6 separate regions of the Mus musculus genome follow, and all the other regions are linked to region 1. Evidence: chromatin contacts called from public HiChIP or PLAC-seq and Micro-C data. All regions are on one chromosome and are shown on one strand. Each heading gives the region's core, a stretch centred on a gene start, on an enhancer-like site or on the middle of the called end of the contact. The rest is flanking DNA. Distances are from core to core; before and after follow the strand shown. Region 1 holds the start of Pthlh (parathyroid hormone-like peptide). Region 2 has its middle 40 kb from the start of Gm15762. Region 3 has its middle 21 kb from the start of Gm15762. Region 4 holds the start of Smco2 (single-pass membrane protein with coiled-coil domains 2). Region 5 holds the start of Ppfibp1 (PTPRF interacting protein, binding protein 1 (liprin beta 1)). Region 6 overlaps Ccdc91 (coiled-coil domain containing 91).

Region 1 (2,885 bases), core at 113-2,612:
GTTGGACGTTTGCCATTAAAAAGTTGTTACTACTAAATTATATAATATGCTTTGTTATGTAACACAGTCCTGTTTTATATGCTTAAAATTATGTCATTCATAATAAAACTAGACACAACGTTTTTGCTTTTCACACACAGACTGCCACCCACATTTAGACATATCCACTCGCTTGTGTGCGCGCACACACACACACAGACACAGACACACAGACACACACACAGACACACACACAGACACACACAGACACACACAGACACACACAGAGGCACACAGACAGTTCCTGAATCCCCCAGTTTCCTGCTGAGTTTCAGAACCTCTCGGTGGATAAAGTAACTTTGGTGGTTCCCTGCAGACAGATATCTTGCCGGCCCAGGTTCTGAAAAAGACTCCCTCTTATGGAAAGGCACATCAAACTTGTTTCGTGCCTGTCCATTTTGGGGTCTCACCAGCTCTCTAGATGGCTTTCCTGGGCTCAGCCCCTTGCTAGCAGGTACCCCGTGACTGTGTCCAACTCAGGTTGGGACCATCAGGGACCCCTAGGCTTCCTCAGCATCGCCCGCCTCAGCTGGCGCTGGTCTTCCCCACCCCTCACCCCAGGAGGAAGACCGGTACTTACAGCCTGCGGCCAAGCCCCTCCACCGAACGCCCGCGGGAGGGCACGGAGTAGCTGAGCAGGAATACCAGGACACTCCACTGCTGAACCAGCCTCCGCAGCATCGTGCCGCTCGCTGGCTCTGGGGACCTGCAAGAGTGGAACCCGAGGGTCAGTCCCGGCTCTCCATCTCTTCCTCGCACTGCCCCGCTCCCTCTTTTGGAACCCCGTGGCTTCCCAACAGCCACTCCAAAGTCGAGGGCATCTCACAAGTTAGGAGGAAAAAAGAAAACAAGAAAAAGAAAGCAAAAAAGTGTCTCCGAGCCCCTGAGCACTTACTTGTGTAGGAATCAGCGCCTCTAACTGCGCCTCTCTCAAACCGCACAGGCAAAAAGGGACCCGAGAGGGGAAAAAGCAATCAGAGAGCTTCCTCTGAAAGAAGAGCGAAAACCGGGCGTTTTACATAGGCGTCGGGGATGCGTGGCGCGTTGCTGTGGCTCCCATAGCAATGTCTAATTAGTCTTGGCGGCAGCACTCTGGGTCGTGGGGCAGGTCAAACCCCTCTTCAAACGCGGGTGTTCCTCAGGAGTCAGCTGTCCTGCGCACCGGGCCTCTGGGTGCACAGCCACTTGCGGCAGAGCGCGTATATATACATAGCTGTCGGTCTACCTCCTTCGGTGGGCTGGTTGCTTCCGGAAAGTTGATTCCACAACGCCCTTGAACAAGTTGCAGGCGCGCGTGTCGTGGATGCGAGGGCCAGGTGGCCGCGAGGGCGGGTTCCGGCAGCGGGGCGGAGCGGCCCAGCTGGGGCGGCGCAGGTTGGAGAGTAGCTGTGAGCCCAGCCCTGGAAGGTTCACACGCTCCGGGGCCAACCTGCTGAGAAGTGAGCGAGTCGCAAAGAGGTGGCGCCCGAGGAACGCGCGCCGGCGGAGCAGGCAGGGGTGAGCGGGCCGGCGGGGGCGGGGAGCACAGGGGAGCCCGGAGCCACGGAGCCCCACCCCAGTCCTGGCCCGCGTGGGCCGATCTGACGCTCTCCTCCTCCTGAACCGGCCTGCTGTCGCCTGAGTGGCAGGTCCAGGAGTCCAGGTCCCTACAAACAGCAAGGAGGAACCCCGGGTGGCCTGAGAATCCCAAGAGTCCCAAGCTCGCTTGCAAGCTCGCATTGCACTGCATTCCTGCCTGGTGTGGCCTTCTCCTGGGGAGGGGACTAAACCTAGCACCCAGAAGAGCAAAGGCGATTTTGGGTCTTACTGTTTGGGAAGGGTTGGGGACATCACGTCTGGAGCAGGTCCTAGAACGGGTGTGTGAGCAAGGAAGAAGACCCACTTTGTGATCACAGACGACCTGGAATGCGCAGAGTCCTTCTTTCTCACCTTCTTCTGATAACCTACTCTATGTCCTGATAAAGATTCACTGAGTGCCCATTTGCTTCAGCTTCTCAGTGCTGCTGGGCAGGGAGTGGGGGTGGGGGGTGGGGGAGAAAGTTGTGAGTTACTGATTGTGGGTCTAGAGGTGTGTGTGTGTGTGTGTGTGTGTGTGTGTGTGTGTGTGTGTGTGTGAATACTAGTTTCCCCCCAGGTCCTAGATCACGCTGAAATGAACATGGGAACCACTCAAAGAAGTTTGCCTTCTAGACAATACTGCTGGAAAATTTCATCTGACTCTCTAGGAGGCTAGTGTCACTCAAAGACCTTTGTCAGACCTGGGCTGTGATGCTCTACAGACTTCTGGGGTGGGTACTCCTAGGACTTCTCACCCCTCCCCTCCCCTAAGCCTTGCTGCTCGCCAGCAGTTAAAGCTTTCAGCTGTCTTGGGCGGGGTTCCCTCTCATCAGAAGCCCTTGTCTCTTTCCCTTGATTCCTTTAAACTTCATACTTGTAAAAAAAAAAAAAAAGTTGGCTTCTTCCCACCTTAAAAAGAAACCCGGGAATTTCCATAACGTCCTTTAAGTGGTTAAGAATTTGTAACTGTTAGACATGTTTACATGGCACGAAAAGAGAAAGTTTGAACCTGTGACACTCTGTGATAACCCTTCCCCAAAGATGCTGGAGCCCTAATTGATCTGGAGTGGGGAGCCCCATGAGAGGAAAAGAAGGGACTCACAAAGCAACCATTCTGCTGCGTTTCCTGAGACTTGCTTAACGTTAAACATGATATTTGCTTCACCACCAAGAAAAAAAAATCCAAAGGTACTTTGCCAAGTCTCAAATTACTTTGACTTAAAAATACTCCCCCAATAAAAGGCTGAAACAAAAACTAGACACACTGTGCGTTTAAGGCTGGAATCTAT
Region 2 (2,885 bases), core at 235-2,734, 500 kb after region 1:
AATGCTGGTGGTCACCCACAGGTCAGAGAGAGACCACAGCACCTTCACTTTGGACTTACAGCATGATGTGTTCTTCTTGGAGCCACACACCCAGAGGTATTGTGATGTAGACAGAGTTAGCATACACCTCAGGGATCCCTTTAACAGAGATCCCTTCAACCTTTGATCCCCAGTGTGCAAGTCCACCTTCATGTTCCCTCCATTCAACTCACCCTGTCTGGATTTGCCCTCTCTTCCATGAGACCAGATCATCTGTTCACACATGATGCAGGACTGGGTTGCCTACTCAAAATAGCAGCTCAGTGTCTTCTTGCTTGACAGAGCATCTTGCAAAAGCTATCTTCATAATAGCTTTTATGTAGGTCTTCATAAACCAGACCTACAGCTCAACTCCTCTTCCATGTACTGCTGTAACCTAGCCCAAACTAGGCATCAATCATCCCCAACTACCTGTTTCTCCGTCTTCCAGGCCCTTAAGGAGAAGTGAGGAAGCAGCTCATTTGTCTCCTACCCCCACCTCCGCACCCTCCCCACCTGCATTGTCTGGCCCAAACAGAATGTAACACATTTTAACAGATGCAAAGACACTCAATGTAGTATAGCTTATTACACCTGGAAGAGAAATTTGCATATTACATCCGACATTCCAGAGAGTAGGATTCATTTAAGACATGAATCTTCCCACAAGGAACTTAAAGCTTATTTAGGGAGGTCAGACATACACTTGAAAACTGTGGTGAAACGTATTTCTGGATCTCACAGGTACTCATTGCCCAGTTTCTAAAAACTGGCCGTACAAATTTTCCACTAGCTTGGAAGGAATATCCACCCACTGCACCGAATCTACTTGCATGTTTACGGTTATGGGAGGTGCAGGTACAGCCTGGGAGAAGGTCTTGTTCCCAGGAGATAAGCTGCGTTTATGATTGAAAGGAAGGGAGTGAGCACACTGGTCTTCCTGGCACCAGAAGCGAGCCGGTGAGAAACAAGGATATTTTTATTAATGTTCAAGCCACTTTGGATGAATGGTCATAACTGATGATGACAATTATTATTTATTAAAGCTTATAGTCCATAAAAGTAAATGGCTTTCCCTCCTTAGTGTGTGGCTGAGTAGGGTGGTTATGGCCTTTGATGGAGAAGGTCTCTGACTTGGTTTGGGGTTTCTGACCTCTGAAATGATTTCAGTGTTACATTGCTGTGCTATGTAGGGACCTAGAAGAATCCAGAGATGACTGAGGTTGAGATGCCAGGGGACAGCCCATTAGAAAGTGTAGCAAGGGGCTGCTGCACACAGAAGTATCAGGAAAAGCCCCTATGATCCAGGTCCTGGAGGACACACACACACACACACACACACACACACACACATATATATGAAAAGAAAAAAAAAACCAAATGAGTCACTTAAGACCCCACTTTGCAAGGCTGACTTTCCTAATTGTCACAACTGACTTTCTTATCAAGTTACTAGGTGACTCAGCTCTGAGAACTCTCCTTCCTGCCCTGCCCAGATCCCTCCCACTGGAGGGGACTTGGTCACAGCAAGAGAATGGGGCAGTGAGAGGAGATGATGTGCCCCTTCCTGTGATTGCTCTAGTATTTTTCTGGGCTGTGTTTGCCTTGGCAGTTTTCATAACAGCAGAAGAGAGCTGGGGTACATCTCTCTCAAAGGCCGTCCTTGAGTGCAAAGGACACACGGTTTCAGTTGGCTGAGCCTGGGAAGTTGGTATTAAACAAGACCACAATTGGGCAGAAAGAGTGAAACACTCTTTGGATATAAAACTTAACAGAGTACTTACTGTCTGTAATAAAGATAAAAGATATATTCTATGTTCCTAGTACAATGTTTAAGCTAGTATAAAAACCCACAAGGCAGAACATTTAATAATTTCAATTGAGGAGAGATAGTACTGTTTGTCTCATAAGAGCTTCCCAGTGAACTGGGAACAAGTATGCTCTACACAGATGTATCTTGCTTTCAGTTGTAGAGTTTCATGATATCTTGCGTGGTTCAAATACAGAGCAGCGTTTCCCTGTGTGTGTGCCAGGGACACATTTTCCTATAGCCCTCAGACTTTCCTGACCACAATGGCATTGAAGCTTAGCAATCTGTTTACCTTTAGAAGAGGGCTGTGAGTGGAGAGATTTCCTACCAAAGAGGGCTAGGCAGGCCTTGACACACATGGATAACATGCCATCAATTGTCCCCTGGAGGGCATCAAACATGACCCTGGGGAGTGCATAGCATGGGAGGTTCAGATGGGTTTAGATGCTGAGCAAAAGGTGGATTTGGAATGACAACCTCAGAGCCTTTGATCAATGACACAGGCTCCTGGACAAGCACTGTACTTCATCATTAAAGATACTTTCTATGAAATCAAAGAAAATCAAACCTGTCATCACTTAAAACCTCACATTATAAAGTTTCTGTGTATATATGTGGCATGTATGTGTAGTTATGTGTTACATTTGTGTGTCATGTGAATATGGTATTCGTATTATATGTGATTTATATATGTATTAATAGGTATGGGTTTGTGTGCTGTAGGTGTGTGTTGCTTGTGTGTTATATGTATGTGTTGTGTGTATATGTGTGTGTTGTGTGTGTTGTGTCATATTTATGTGCTGCATGTGTATATGTGTTTATATACATATGTATGTGTATATATTGTGCAGATGTGTGTGATGCCTATTTGCCTAAGGGGGGATTCCAATCATCTTCTTCCACCATCTCTCCTGACTTGAACCAAAGCCTCAATGGAGTAGAAGTTCATCCTTTTGGCCAGCTTGGATGTCAGAAAGCCTCCAGAATTTGCTTGTCCACACTCCCAGAGGCATATACAGCCATTTCTACATTTTTATGTGGATTTTAACTCAGAGCC
Region 3 (2,885 bases), core at 222-2,721, 480 kb after region 1:
CTGCATGGCTGAGTTCTTGCCTTGGCTTTCCTTAATGGACTGTGACTCAGGGTATGAAAGGCAAATAAACCTTTTCCTCTCCAAGTTGTTTTTGGTCATAGTGTTTCATCACAACAATAGTGACTCTAAGACAAATAATCATAGAACAACGTTCAAAAGAGAATAAGAGACCCTGGAACAATGAGTGTTTGATGATATTAAAGATGGTGCTTTACTGCACTGGTCAGATAGGATAGTACCATATGGCTGTCATATAAAGGAGCTCTTACGTTCCCAAGACATACTAAAATCATCAATGCATGAAAAATGATATGATATATAAAATCTGCCTCAATATAATCTTTATACACAGCAAAATGGATCCAGGTCTGAAATGCGATGCGAAAAGAGTTCCGTGCAGAGCCGTCAGAGTTGATTTGCTAATCCTATCTGTGTCTGTTCCCACTGCCATGGCAATGTTACCATAACTCTCTGCTTCAAACAACACACCCGTTTATTATCTCACATTTTCTGCATGTTATGAAAACAGATACTGCTGAGATGCGTTCCCAACTTTGGGTCTCACATGGCTCTAATCGAATGTCAGCAGAGGCTGTGCACTTACCGGCTCAGCTGGGAGGGCCAGCTTCCAAGCATACGCTGGTGTTGGCATAATTCTGTTCCTTGTGATTGTCGGGAGGAGGGCTTCAGTTTCTTTGTGGTTGTTAGCTATAGACCACCCTTAGTTCCTGGTTGCCACACACAGTTCTTAAGTCAGGAGAGAAGGGATGGCTCTAGGGCCAACTAAAGTCTTCTACTATCAGGAGATAGGCTCATAAAAAGTACTCAGGTACAAACCTGCAGCGTTAATTTTCATGGTAAAGCAGGCTGACTTAGTGGCAGAGTCAAGAGCATGAAGTATTCTTAGGCCTTGAACGTGACACAGACCCTGCCCTGGAGCAGTGACCCTTCACCTCCTTTCACCCTGTTAAATGACACAGTCAATAGCACAACCTTATCTTTCTCCAAGTATTCAGTAATCCGAGGGCTCTGGTAAAGATGCTATTTCTGTTTTATCTCACAGGTCTGCCAAAAGAGATGGCCGACAAAGTTAGAATTGAATTTTGGAACTGAAGCAGATGTTACCAGAGGTGAGAGCTTGAGAGTATGTGTTTATTTCTATCCCATCATGCTCCTGACAGTAAAACTAGCTCTCTGCGCATGCTCAGTGTTGCGCGCATGCGCGCATTCTTGCGTGCATGTGCATGCATGCATGCATGCATGCGTGGGTGTAAGTTAAATCTTCTGTATCTTGGGTGGCCTAGTTTTATCACTAAGCTGAGATTCAGACAGCATTTTTTTGACCAAGACAGCACATGGCTGAGAATATGACCTATTGGTAGAGTGCTTCTCTAACATGCTTGAATCCCTGGGTTCAACACCTAGTACTGTTTAAACTACGCATGGTAGCACATGCCTGCAATCCTGTGACTCAGGAGGTCGAGGCAGAAGCATCAGGAATTCAAGGTCATCCTTCAAGAATGTCGTGGGACACATGAGACCCCGTCCAGTGGAAAATAATGGGAAGGACAGAAGTAAAGGTCTCAGACCTGAGTTTGCTCCTTTGTACCTTCTTGCAAAGCTTTCATTCGTTGGCTAAAATTATCCTAAATACAGACCTACACCTGTGACCTCACAGCTTCTTACAGCATGTCTAGGAGTCTGGTTTCCAAAAAGAGGTGAGAAGAGGTGGTGTTCGTTGTGTTGGAAGAGTAGAGAAACATGGCACTGCCTCTGCCTCCTGGTACACTGGCCTATGCGCCTCGTATTGAGTTCCTGTCTTCCTGAGGAGCGCGCATCCCTGATGTGGGGGCAGACAGAGTCTACCTTTTTTGGAGTCATTTGCAGCTCTGATTCAGAGGGTGGAGGCTGTGTTGTGTAACCAGAGAACACACATTTCATTCCCTTCTGTGTGATTCATTCAGTCAAATCCTCCTGGCACTGGGGCTGCGTTCCTCCTTTTTTGTTTACAGTTGTGCCGTTGCTTTGTCTATTGTTTAAGTTCATGGATTTTAAAGAATTTACTGTGAAACTTTGTAGAGCCATGTTAGGTATAGGAGTTTCTGCAGTTGTTGCTTTTCTTAGTCTTTCTTTCTTCCTTTCTTTCGAGTTTTAATGAAGGGATGTGGGAACTGGAGAGGGCTGTGACCTTTAGGACACACTTTTAAATTAAATTCAAGTTTGTGACTATGAGGTCTTTTGTTTTTTTGTTCTCCTATTGCCAGAGAGATAAAAAGGAATGGCATTTAGTGACTTCTGAGTGTTTTATACATGTTAGATATGACATGAATCATTTTCATGTAGTTTTATATTTAATCTCGACAAGAATTTTATAATATGAAGGGATTTTTTTCTCATCTAAATGAGGTAACGAAATCTGAGAAAATTTAAAAGTTTGCTTATATGTGTATGTGCTGCACATTAAATATAAATCTAATGCTTTGGGCATAAAGTGTCTTAGTCTGAAAGGCAAACACCCCAATTCTGCATAGAACCCAGGCTTATCCCATCTGCTCCCTCATTAGCCAGGCCTAGCCAGTATCTCATCCGATATGTAACAGGACCCACACCTGTGGGGGCCCTTGATTGTTTCTTTATTACTTTTATTTTTTTACAGTTCAGTTTTTACCCCTTCCTGGTCTGCCCTCCAACAGTTCCACATCCCATTCTTCCTCCCCCTGTTTCCAAGAGGATGCCCCCCCCCCACACCAGACCTCCCCACTCCCTGAGGACTCAATTCTCTTGAGGGTTAGGCAGGTCTTCTCCCACTGAGGCCAGACCAGGCAGTCCTCTGCTGTATATGTTTTGGGGGCCTCAGACCAGCTAGGGTATGCTGCCTAGTTGGT
Region 4 (2,885 bases), core at 165-2,664, 410 kb before region 1:
AGGTCCTGAGTTCAATTCCCAGAAACCACATGGTGGCTCCCAATCATCTGTAATGGGATCCGATGCCCTCTTCTGGTGTGTCTGAAGACAACTACAGTGTACTCATATACATAAAATAAATAATAAATAGATTTTTTTTTAATAAAAGAAGGATTTTTGTGATTTTCCCCCTAAAGAAACATGGAGTCCGGGGACCACTAAAGACAAAGGCAGTTATGATACAAGGCAGGAACCTGAAGGCTGGAGATTGTCTCTGCAGGCACTGAGAGAGAGCAGGGGACAGAATCTGACCTCTGAACCAGGTGGGGTAAAGTAAAGACCACAAGAAAGAGGCTCCTGACTGGAGCTTCAAGCTGAGGTGGTGGTGAGCACAAGGCCTCAGAGGTCCTGTTAAAAATCTGTACAATCCTCCAGTACCCTTGATAAGATTCTGAGCACCTACGGAGAAAGACTGGGAAGCCATCCAGGCAAGCAATCATGGCTGTCCTCGAGGTACCTGCTCTCTACCTGGAGCTCCTGCAACCGCCCAGCTCCCAGCTCCTTCCCAATTATCACCTTAATCCTTCCAGTGGTTCAATTCAGAAGCCATTACCAAACCCTGCTTCCAGAGAAAGTAATTAACTCTGGCCCCAAACCAAACAGCAGGTGTGTGGCAAAACCAGGCTTCAAACAAGGATGCAAAGGTAAGGCCTGTAAGCCGCTCCACTTCCATCCCTGTCCTGCCAGTGGAGGAGAAGGGACTCAGGAGTTGAGAGGCATGGCGGTCAGCTTGTTAGGTCCTGCCATGGATTCTGGCTTCCCACAAATGATGACTGGAAATGACAGAGAGAAATGTAGATAGACTTCAAGAGGAAGTGTGGCCGGGCGGTGGTGGCGCATGCCTTTAATCCCAGCACTTGGGAGGCAGAGGCAGGCGGTTTCTGAGTCCGAGGCCAGCCTGGTCTACAAAGCGAGTTCCAGGACAGCCAGGGCTATACAGAGAAACCATGTCTAGAAAAAACAAAAACAAAACAATACAAAAAAAGAGGAGGTGTGGGTGTTGAGGGTCAGAGCCATAGGCTTGCAACCACTGCCAACTATTCTGCAGGGCAGAGAGGAGCAGCTTCCCTGGGTGGGAGGCCTTGGAGCATGGGTGAGGAAGTTGGAGGCTCCAAGGTCAAAAGACAGTGGGGTTGAAAGTGTCTGTGTGGTGGAGGGAGCTGAGGTCAGAGCACCCCAGGTCACTGTGTGCCTGAGGCCAGTTGATGGATGAAGAGATGGCAGAATGGGAGATGGCCCTAGCCCTAGAGGAGAAACCAGAAGGCTAAGAGGCGAGCTGGTGATGATGCAGGTTAGAGCTAGGCAGGGGACACTGCTGTCTTCCCTCTCAGGGGAGGGAGTTAGGAGCTTCGCATGCTGGGTTCCAAGTAGAATGTCAGAGAGAGCAGGCCCAACTGCAAGCTTTCCTCCTCAGGTGTGGAACAACTTGCAAGGCCTCTCGTCCCCAGGAGCTAGGACAGGCTCTGCCACCAGCCAAAAGTCCCAGGGAACTCTGAGGTACAAATGGTAACAATATCGAAAGGAGAAGAATGTGGGCCCCTTCATGTGCTGCCTCCCTGATTATTCAAGTCATGCTCCTCCCAACTTATCCAGCGGGGGATGGGCTAGAGGCTGTCTTTTAAAGTTGATCAGTTCTTTTTGATGAAGACACTTTTTTTTTTCAAAGTGTTAATTCTAAATGTTTTTGTGGCATGAGGAGAAAAGAACAAGGGTTCACTCAGTCTCATCGATTAATTCCAAAAAGCCTTGAAGGTCAACCAGTAAAAACAAAAAATAGGGTAGTATAGGGAGAAATCCCCAGACTTCCCTGTGTACTGATAAAGTGAGGCTGGGCAGGATGGGAGGTTCTGTGTGTTCAACAAGCACAGAGCTGTGTGCTGGCGCTGCACACCAGGCTTAGAGGACTGTCCTTCTTCCCGTTGTGTAGACTCAGAAGTTACCTTCAGAAGGTGGGGCTGCCTCGGAGGTCAGCAGGCTGTTGCCAAACCTTTGGAAGCAGAGGCAATTGGGAAGCAGCCTGACAGTTTAGATCTCCCTTCCACTATATCTTAGCAATGAAACTTTGGACAAATTATGGGTCATCAGTGCTCTCAGTTTCCTAATGTAAAAGCAGGAACGGTCAAGATCTGGCTTGTTACCTCCCCACAGGGTAAGACTTAATGAAACAATGTAACGAACATGCTTTACCTAACCAAAGCGAAACAATGTAACCAACATGCTTTACTAAGGAAAGCGAAAGCGCTTTGAGTATGTAATCAGTATTGTTACCACTACTTCTACCATGTCATGCGAAATTAATATAACACGGATTAATTTCCTTTTCTGTTGTGTACACGTGGGTGTGCAGATATATATTGCTTGCTACCCACTTTGTTTTTAATTCTTTAAAATCCATCGATATTTACATGCGTGCATGCAGAGGTCAAAGGACCTCTGTGGGAATCAGTTCTCTCCACCATGTGGGTTGCAGGGGCGACGATCGAACTCAAGTCATCAGGCTGGACAGTGAGTGCATTTACCTACATAGCCCTCTCAAAAACCTCCTTTTTTTTTTTTTTTTTTTTTGAGACAGTTTCTCACTGATCTGGAGCTCTGGATTCATTAAGCTAGGCTGGCTAGCTAGCAAGACCCAGAGATCTGCCTCTCGTACCAAGAGAGCCCTCATCCTATCACCTTCTTAAAGTTTTTCACACGTGTTTCTGTCTCAGCCTTCTCTGCCTGTGTGTTTGTTTGGAGTTAGGGCCTCATGCTGTAGCCCTGGCTGGCCTGAGCTAGCCTCAAACTGCAGGTAATCCCCCTGCCACAGCCTCAGAAGTATTAGGACTTTAGATGTAAGCCACTGAGAC
Region 5 (2,885 bases), core at 266-2,765, 380 kb before region 1:
GGGATTAGTGGAAGAAGGTTCCTGAGTTCAAGGCTGGCCTATGTTACATAGTGAGTTCAAGGATAGCTTCAGCTACTTAAGAATCTGTCTCAAGAAAACTAAAATCAAACCCCCCAGTCAACACATACACAAACACACCACCTTCCGTTCCCCAGGGTGGTGGCAGCGGCGGCGGTGGGGGCTGGGGAGGCTCATAGCCAACAAAAAGCTAACAGAAACTAATCATATTCTGTATCCATAAAGCTGCTTTTCATTATTCAGTTCAGTTCTGGGTCTGACAGGGGAAACTGAAAGAAGGGCTCCTGAGAATCTCCCTGACTTTGCAGCCAAGAGGATTACACAGCTGATATCCACCAGAGGGTAAATAGTAGTTAATTCTTAATTGTTAGCTCAGTCACTGCAATTGGTTCAACAGTAATTATTATCATGTGGTTTGAACTCAGTTGTGAGGGTTCTCCCTTTTCAGTTGTGCATCAAAACAGAAGCCTTATGGGACTTAAAAAGTTCAGCATAGGGCCTGAAGAGATGGCCAAACAGTTAACCTCTTCTGCTCTTTTTGCAGAAACACTTGAGTTCAGCCCACAGCCCCTATCTCACAACTGGGAGAATTCAATGCTTCTAGCCTCCATGGGTACACACACATACTACACATAATTAAACAAAATAACAAAAATAGCTGGGTGTGGTGGTACACATCTTTGATTTGAATAGTTTGAGGCGGAGGCAGGCAGATAGCTGTTCAAGACCAGTCTGGTCCACACACAGTTTCACGACAGGACAAACAACAACAACAAACTCCAACAAAAATAATAATAAAAAATCTTTAAAAAGCAGGTTATTGCTGAGTGTGGGCCTGTAACCTCAGCTATTAGGAAGGCTAAGGTAAAAAGATAACAATTTGAAGACCAGCCTTGATATGTGTCACAGCGGGGGGGGGGAGAGGGGGGGAAAACCTCGAAAAAATATAAATAGTAAAACATTTACCCCCTCCCTCTGGAGAGTTCATTTTATTTCTCTGGAAGCTTGCGTGTCTTTTTATTTTTATTTTTGTCTCGTTACTAAATGCAAAAGCAGCCACGTGGTTGAGCGCCGCTAGATGACCACGCGGAACTAGGGTGGCCACCTCTGGGATCCTCGTCCGCTCAGTCTCTGTAAGTCCTCAGTTTCCCCTCCGGGGCCTTTTACTTTATCCGCGGGGCTCCCCGCCCGCCACGTCCGCTCGGTCCGCGACACAGAGGCGTTCTTTCGGGATGAGCGTCGCTTCTGACCCGGGAAGAGCTGCGAGCGACCGCCCGGCTCAGCGCAGCCCTTTATCCGCGCCCTACGGACCGCAGCGGACCGGGCGCGCTCCCCACCGACGCCCACTCCCAGCTCCGCTGGGCTCGGCCAGGAATGTGGGAGACCAGGCGCCGCCTCGGAGTGACCGCGCGCCCGGCCAATCAGCGGGCCGCAAGCGCGAGGCCCCGCCCCCTCCGCCCCTGGGGCTGGTTCCCGCCGGGGGAGGGGCGGGGCGGTGGGACGAGGAGGACCGAGGGGAGGCGGCACCTGGGCGGCGGTGATGTCAGCCGGGCGCTGTGCTCCGGCCCCGGCTCCTGTCGCCGTGTAGGGCGCGGGGGCGGCCGCGTCGAGAGTGGCGATCTGGCAGCCGGGCGGGTCCCGGGAGGCGGAACTGCAACTTGTGGAGCTCGGCGGCCCTCCGCCTCAGGTAAGCCAGCCGCGGGCGGTTCCTTCTGCGACCCGCGCCCGCGTTCTCGGGGATCTCTAGTGAGTGGGGGGCAGCAGCTTCGGGGTGACAGGAAGGGCTCGTCTGGGTCCTCGGTTCCCTCACCCGGACTCCCCACAGCACAGAACTCCAGTCAGGGAAGTGTGCTCGGACTCCCCCAGAGACTCCAGTCAGGGAAGTGTGCTCCCAGCTCACACCCAGACTCCCCTCCACAGACTCCAGTCAGGGAAGTGTGCTCCCAGCTCACACCCGGTCTCTCCTTCACACCACAGTCTCCAGTCAGGGAGATGTGCTCCCAGTTCACACCCGGTCTACCCCCCCCAGCACCCCCCCCCCCAGACTCCAGTTAGGGAAGTGTGTTCCCAGCTCACATCCAGACTTCCCTCCACAGCCTGCAGCCAGGGAAGTGTGCTCCCAGCTCACACCCGGACTCCCCGACCCCTTACACACCCACAGTCTCCAGCCAGGGTAGTATAAGCCCATCTCATACTCGTCCCCTCACCATACCATAGACTCTGAATCACAGAACTCCAATCAGTGAAGTGTGCTGGGACCCCACGCCTCAGAATCCCCACCACACCACAGCCTCCAGTCAGAGAAGTGTGCTTCCAGCTCACTCCTGGACTCCCCACCACACCACAGACTCCAGTCAGGGAAATGTGCTGGGACCCGAACACCCCAGAATCCTAGTACCATGGAACTCTAGTCAGGGACATGCGCACAGTTTTACACAGTGGGTATCTCACCACGCCACAGACTCATTCAGGACAGTGTGAGCCCATTTCACACTTGTCCTCCCACCACACCATAGACTCTGATACCACAGAACTCCAATTACAGAAGTGTTCTGGGACCCTACACCCCAGAGTCTCCACCACACCACAGACTTCAGTTAGGGAATTTTCGTGGGACCCCACACCCCGGAACTACTCCAATAATACCATACGCTCCATTCAGGGAACTGCAATGGGACCCAGACTCCCTGTAATATACCCCAGATTCCAGTCAGGGGACTGTGGTGGAACCCCAGAATCCCTATATAATACTGCAGAGCCACGCCACACATTTGGAAAGTGTGCTCAGACCCTGAATCTCGGTTTCCTCATATTACAAGAGAATGCCCATCAGGGACATATGCTTGAGCCCAGTCTCCTACACTACT
Region 6 (2,885 bases), core at 127-2,626, 310 kb after region 1:
TTATTAATTGTCTTCCTGAAAACATAGCTGACCAGAAATTAGAATTAGCCATTTGAATTTAGGGTAGTTTTGGACCACGACAAGTAGGGAATTGAGAACAGCTCTTTCCACTGAACAGTTTTGTCAAGTTGCAGAAGAGAATGGCAGCTTTGCCAGGTGTGGGGATACACACTTGACCTCCCAGGACTTGGGAGGTGGGGGCAGGAGAAGAAACTAATATAGTGAGTTTGAGGGCAACCTTGGCTATCTGACACCCCTTCTCAAAACAAGAAGATACTCCTTATAAAAGACCTGCCATTTCAAGAAAAGTATCTATATCATCCTTTAATTAATTTTTTTATGCCAAACATGGTGACACATCTTTAATCCCAGAACTTGAAAGGCAAAGGCAGGCAGATTTCTGTGAGTTCACCTCCAGCCTGGTCTACATAGTCAGGTCCAGGCCAAGCAAGGCTATATGTATAGTGAGACCTTGTCTCAAACAAAACAGAACAGAACAAAACACTGAAAATAATTTTTATAAAAAAATTTAGTAAATAATAATTTTGTGAGAGGAAAATTAGAGATTTACAGCATTTAGTCCCAGCTCAGAGGCTTAATTTTGGCTTCTCTGTCCACCATTTCTTCTACTGCTTTAGGTTGTCAACCTGGACTGAAGCAGCTTCAGGAAACAGTTGCCCTGAGGGAGCACTGTGTCTCTTTCCCTGCTTGGGCCTGAAATGGAGCTACGACAGCAGCCTCACAGCTCCCATTGCTTTTTTTTTTTTTTCTGAACATCTGAGACTTATCCAGAGGTTTAAAAAGTATTTTTAGTTTGTTAAAAAAAAAAATAAATGCATGCCTATTTATTTAGGATTTTGATGCATGTTGTTTCCAACTGAATAAGTCTATTTTCAAAACAAAGATTAAGAGATTTGGCTCACTTTTTTACTGGTGAATATGCCAAAGGTCTGTTTCCCATAAGATGTGTCTGCCTTCAGTTGCTGTTCTGACTGTGAATAGTTTATTATAGCATAGGTCTAACAACAGAGTATGTGCTAAAGAGCCCTGATGCACGTTTAGGATGTTAGAGTCTATAAATAGCATATAAGGCACTATGGAAACATGTTACACTCACACAGTGCTTAGAAGGGAAAAGAAGAGTTGGCATGTAAACATGTCCAGGAAGGGGCTGTTGGCCCCACCACTTGCCAGCTTGATTTTCTTATGTCCTTCCCTGGCCTCCCGTGTCCACCACATTATACAGTTCTGTCTCACAAGCCCTGCTCGCCCTCTGAGTACTGCTGTATGGCGGGCTCACACATACCCAGCCTCCACCCTTTCATGTTGGGGGCATGAGCATCCTGGGGGGCAGGCTTCAGTGAAATCACTCAGAGCCTCCATCTGCTTCCACTTGCCTTGTGGTCTCGAAGATCATGCTTGGCCCATGGGTACTGCAGTGTGCCCAGAGGATGTGGAGTTTTGTCAGCCAGTGAAATATGTCTGGCTTTTCTTCCTCCCCTTACCAACCCTCCCCCCACCCCCAACTTTCATTTGCTCCTCATCCTGTGTGGTCTACTGAACTGAATTGCTATTTAACAAAACTATTTACTCTCTTTATCATTGTCTACGGCTTGACTTTTTTAAGGAGAAGGTGTGTAGAATCCGAGCCAAAAAAGTGTAGTATTAGCAGCAATAAAACCTAAAGATAGATGCTTAATGTCCCGTGTCAGTGCACCCTGCTGTCGTGTGTGTGTGTGTGGGTTCGGGAGTGCAGATTGCCCTACTGAGATGCAGAGCTGTCAAAGACTCTCATGCCAGCAGTCAGCTCCAGGTTGTCTGATCCAAGCTTTTTTTTTTTTTTTTTTCCCTAGGCACTTCTGCAGTCTTCAGTTAAGCAGCAGCTAGATGCCATCGAGAAGCAATATGTGTCTGCAATCGAGAAGCAAGCTCACCGGTGTGAGGAGCTCCTGCATGCTCAGGTACTGACTGTGTGCCCTCCACACACCAGCGCTCCCCCTGCCTCCCTCCTCCAGACTTCAGGCTCTTCTCTATCAGCTGCCAGCCGTCCATGCTCCTTGATGTATCTTGGAAAACAAGTACCCTTGAATAAATGTAGTTAGAGAACTTTATGATAGACTAGGACAAACAGGGCCAAAAGGCCTACACTACGTGGGTTTCCCCTTAATCCATGATCACTCTCATTTCCATTTCTGGGTTATATTAAGGTAGACAAAGTCACAGAAGCAGAGAGATAGCTGGTGTTCAGAATGTAAGATTAATTTTTCACAGATGCTTACAAAACAAAATATAAGCTAACAGGGAAAATACGTATTAATTTTGGAGTTTTTAATAATTTTCTTAAGTAATAGTTTCTTTGTGAAATTTTTAATGTTTTTAAAAGTTAAAACACTGAGCTACTTTATAGAAATTAAGCTGCTAATCGAAGAACTTTTATGGGTATACCATAGTCAGTAATATTTGTAAGATACTTCTTTGTGATGCTTTATGACATAAAACTTGGAAAATGGAAGCAGCTTTTTAATAGGTTAGGAAGAAAATTAACTACAGTTGAGGAATCAAAGTTAAGTATAAAATTTGGTGGAGGTTTATGGATAGGCTAGAGTCAAGTAGGGATCTGTTCTGTTAAAGATTCTCTCTCTCTCTCTCTCTCTCTCTCTCTCTGTGTGTGTGTGTGTGTGTGTGTGTGTGTGTGTGTGTGTGTGTGTGTGTTTGTGTTTGAGCAGGGGAGGAGAGAGAGAGAGAGAGAATGTAATGTCTGTCTCCATCTTTTTGTGAGACAGGACCTTTTACTGAACCTGGCTGACCTGACTGGCCAGCAAGCCTCCAAGAGCCTCCTGCTTCTGTCCTCCACTGCCACAAATTTGTAACTACCTGTAATTTCA

Evidence for each region. A called contact is a pair of places that touch in the nucleus more often than the background predicts. HiChIP or PLAC-seq counts read pairs in DNA pulled down with a chosen protein or histone mark.
Region 2: a contact with region 1 is called in an HNF4G HiChIP or PLAC-seq map of pancreatic cancer cells. The contact joins the enhancer-like site here to the promoter of Pthlh in region 1. A contact is called at or near these places in 9 of 39 promoter capture datasets (the 3T3-L1 cell line, 3T3-L1-derived adipocytes, the SN4741 cell line and 5 more), 1 of 15 datasets of contacts at CTCF or cohesin (the NIH/3T3 cell line), 2 of 115 datasets of contacts at active chromatin or transcription factors (heart atrium and pancreatic cancer cells) and 1 of 9 other capture datasets (adipose tissue).
Region 3: a FOXA1 HiChIP or PLAC-seq map of pancreatic cancer cells shows a contact between it and region 1. The contact joins the enhancer-like site here to the promoter of Pthlh in region 1. A contact is called at or near these places in 13 of 39 promoter capture datasets (the 3T3-L1 cell line, 3T3-L1-derived adipocytes, the HPC-7 cell line and 9 more), 2 of 484 Hi-C or Micro-C datasets (nephron progenitors and palatal mesenchyme) and 5 of 115 datasets of contacts at active chromatin or transcription factors (T-cell acute lymphoblastic leukemia, heart atrium, neural tube and 2 more).
Region 4: a contact with region 1 is called in a Micro-C map of embryonic stem cells, with 2.2 times the contacts expected there. The contact joins the promoter of Smco2 here to the promoter of Pthlh in region 1. A contact is called at or near these places in 4 of 39 promoter capture datasets (the HPC-7 cell line, cranial neural crest, embryonic stem cells and 1 more) and 1 of 484 Hi-C or Micro-C datasets (embryonic stem cells).
Region 5: a Micro-C map of embryonic stem cells shows a contact between it and region 1, with 3 times the contacts expected there. The contact joins the promoter of Ppfibp1 here to the promoter of Pthlh in region 1. A contact is called at or near these places in 2 of 39 promoter capture datasets (embryonic stem cells and stem cell-derived epiblast-like cells) and 2 of 484 Hi-C or Micro-C datasets (both in embryonic stem cells).
Region 6: a contact with region 1 is called in an H3K4me3 HiChIP or PLAC-seq map of craniofacial prominence, with 4 times the contacts expected there. The contact joins the enhancer-like site here to the promoter of Pthlh in region 1. A contact is called at or near these places in 3 of 39 promoter capture datasets (the HPC-7 cell line, embryonic stem cells and hippocampal neurons), 1 of 484 Hi-C or Micro-C datasets (nephron progenitors), 2 of 115 datasets of contacts at active chromatin or transcription factors (T-cell acute lymphoblastic leukemia and craniofacial prominence) and 2 of 9 other capture datasets (adipose tissue and embryonic stem cells).

Annotation. Positions count from the first base shown.
Region 1 is chr6:147,262,651-147,265,535 of GRCm38.p6, forward strand. It overlaps Pthlh (parathyroid hormone-like peptide), which reads right to left and starts at 1,363. Exons shown (of 4, transcript NM_008970.4): 1 at 935-1,363; 2 at 620-745. The coding sequence starts at 720.
Region 2 is chr6:147,758,792-147,761,676 of GRCm38.p6, forward strand. No RefSeq gene overlaps it. Among named protein-coding and RNA genes, the nearest start is that of Gm15762, 40 kb to the left of the region's middle. Within about 2 kb of position 1,485, at least 44 of the 459 cell types and tissues checked have an H3K27ac peak or open chromatin away from gene starts, as enhancers often do. A contact at or near this core is called in the NIH/3T3 cell line, heart atrium and pancreatic cancer cells, where this site is marked.
Region 3 is chr6:147,739,745-147,742,629 of GRCm38.p6, forward strand. No RefSeq gene overlaps it. Among named protein-coding and RNA genes, the nearest start is that of Gm15762, 21 kb to the left of the region's middle. Within about 2 kb of position 1,472, at least 45 of the 459 cell types and tissues checked have an H3K27ac peak or open chromatin away from gene starts, as enhancers often do. A contact at or near this core is called in pancreatic cancer cells, where this site is marked.
Region 4 is chr6:146,848,696-146,851,580 of GRCm38.p6, forward strand. It overlaps Smco2 (single-pass membrane protein with coiled-coil domains 2), which reads left to right and starts at 1,415. Exons shown (of 10, transcript NM_027059.1): 1 at 1,415-1,536.
Region 5 is chr6:146,886,979-146,889,863 of GRCm38.p6, forward strand. It overlaps Ppfibp1 (PTPRF interacting protein, binding protein 1 (liprin beta 1)), which reads left to right and starts at 1,516. Exons shown (of 31, transcript NM_001355728.1): 1 at 1,516-1,705.
Region 6 is chr6:147,573,620-147,576,504 of GRCm38.p6, forward strand. Ccdc91 (coiled-coil domain containing 91) reads left to right here. Exons shown (of 13, transcript NM_025911.2): 8 at 1,854-1,961. The region is part of intron 2 of Gm36244 (a long non-coding RNA gene); the gene reads right to left. Among named protein-coding and RNA genes, the nearest start is that of Ccdc91, 99 kb to the left of the region's middle. Within about 2 kb of position 1,377, at least 33 of the 459 cell types and tissues checked have an H3K27ac peak or open chromatin away from gene starts, as enhancers often do. A contact at or near this core is called in craniofacial prominence, where this site is marked.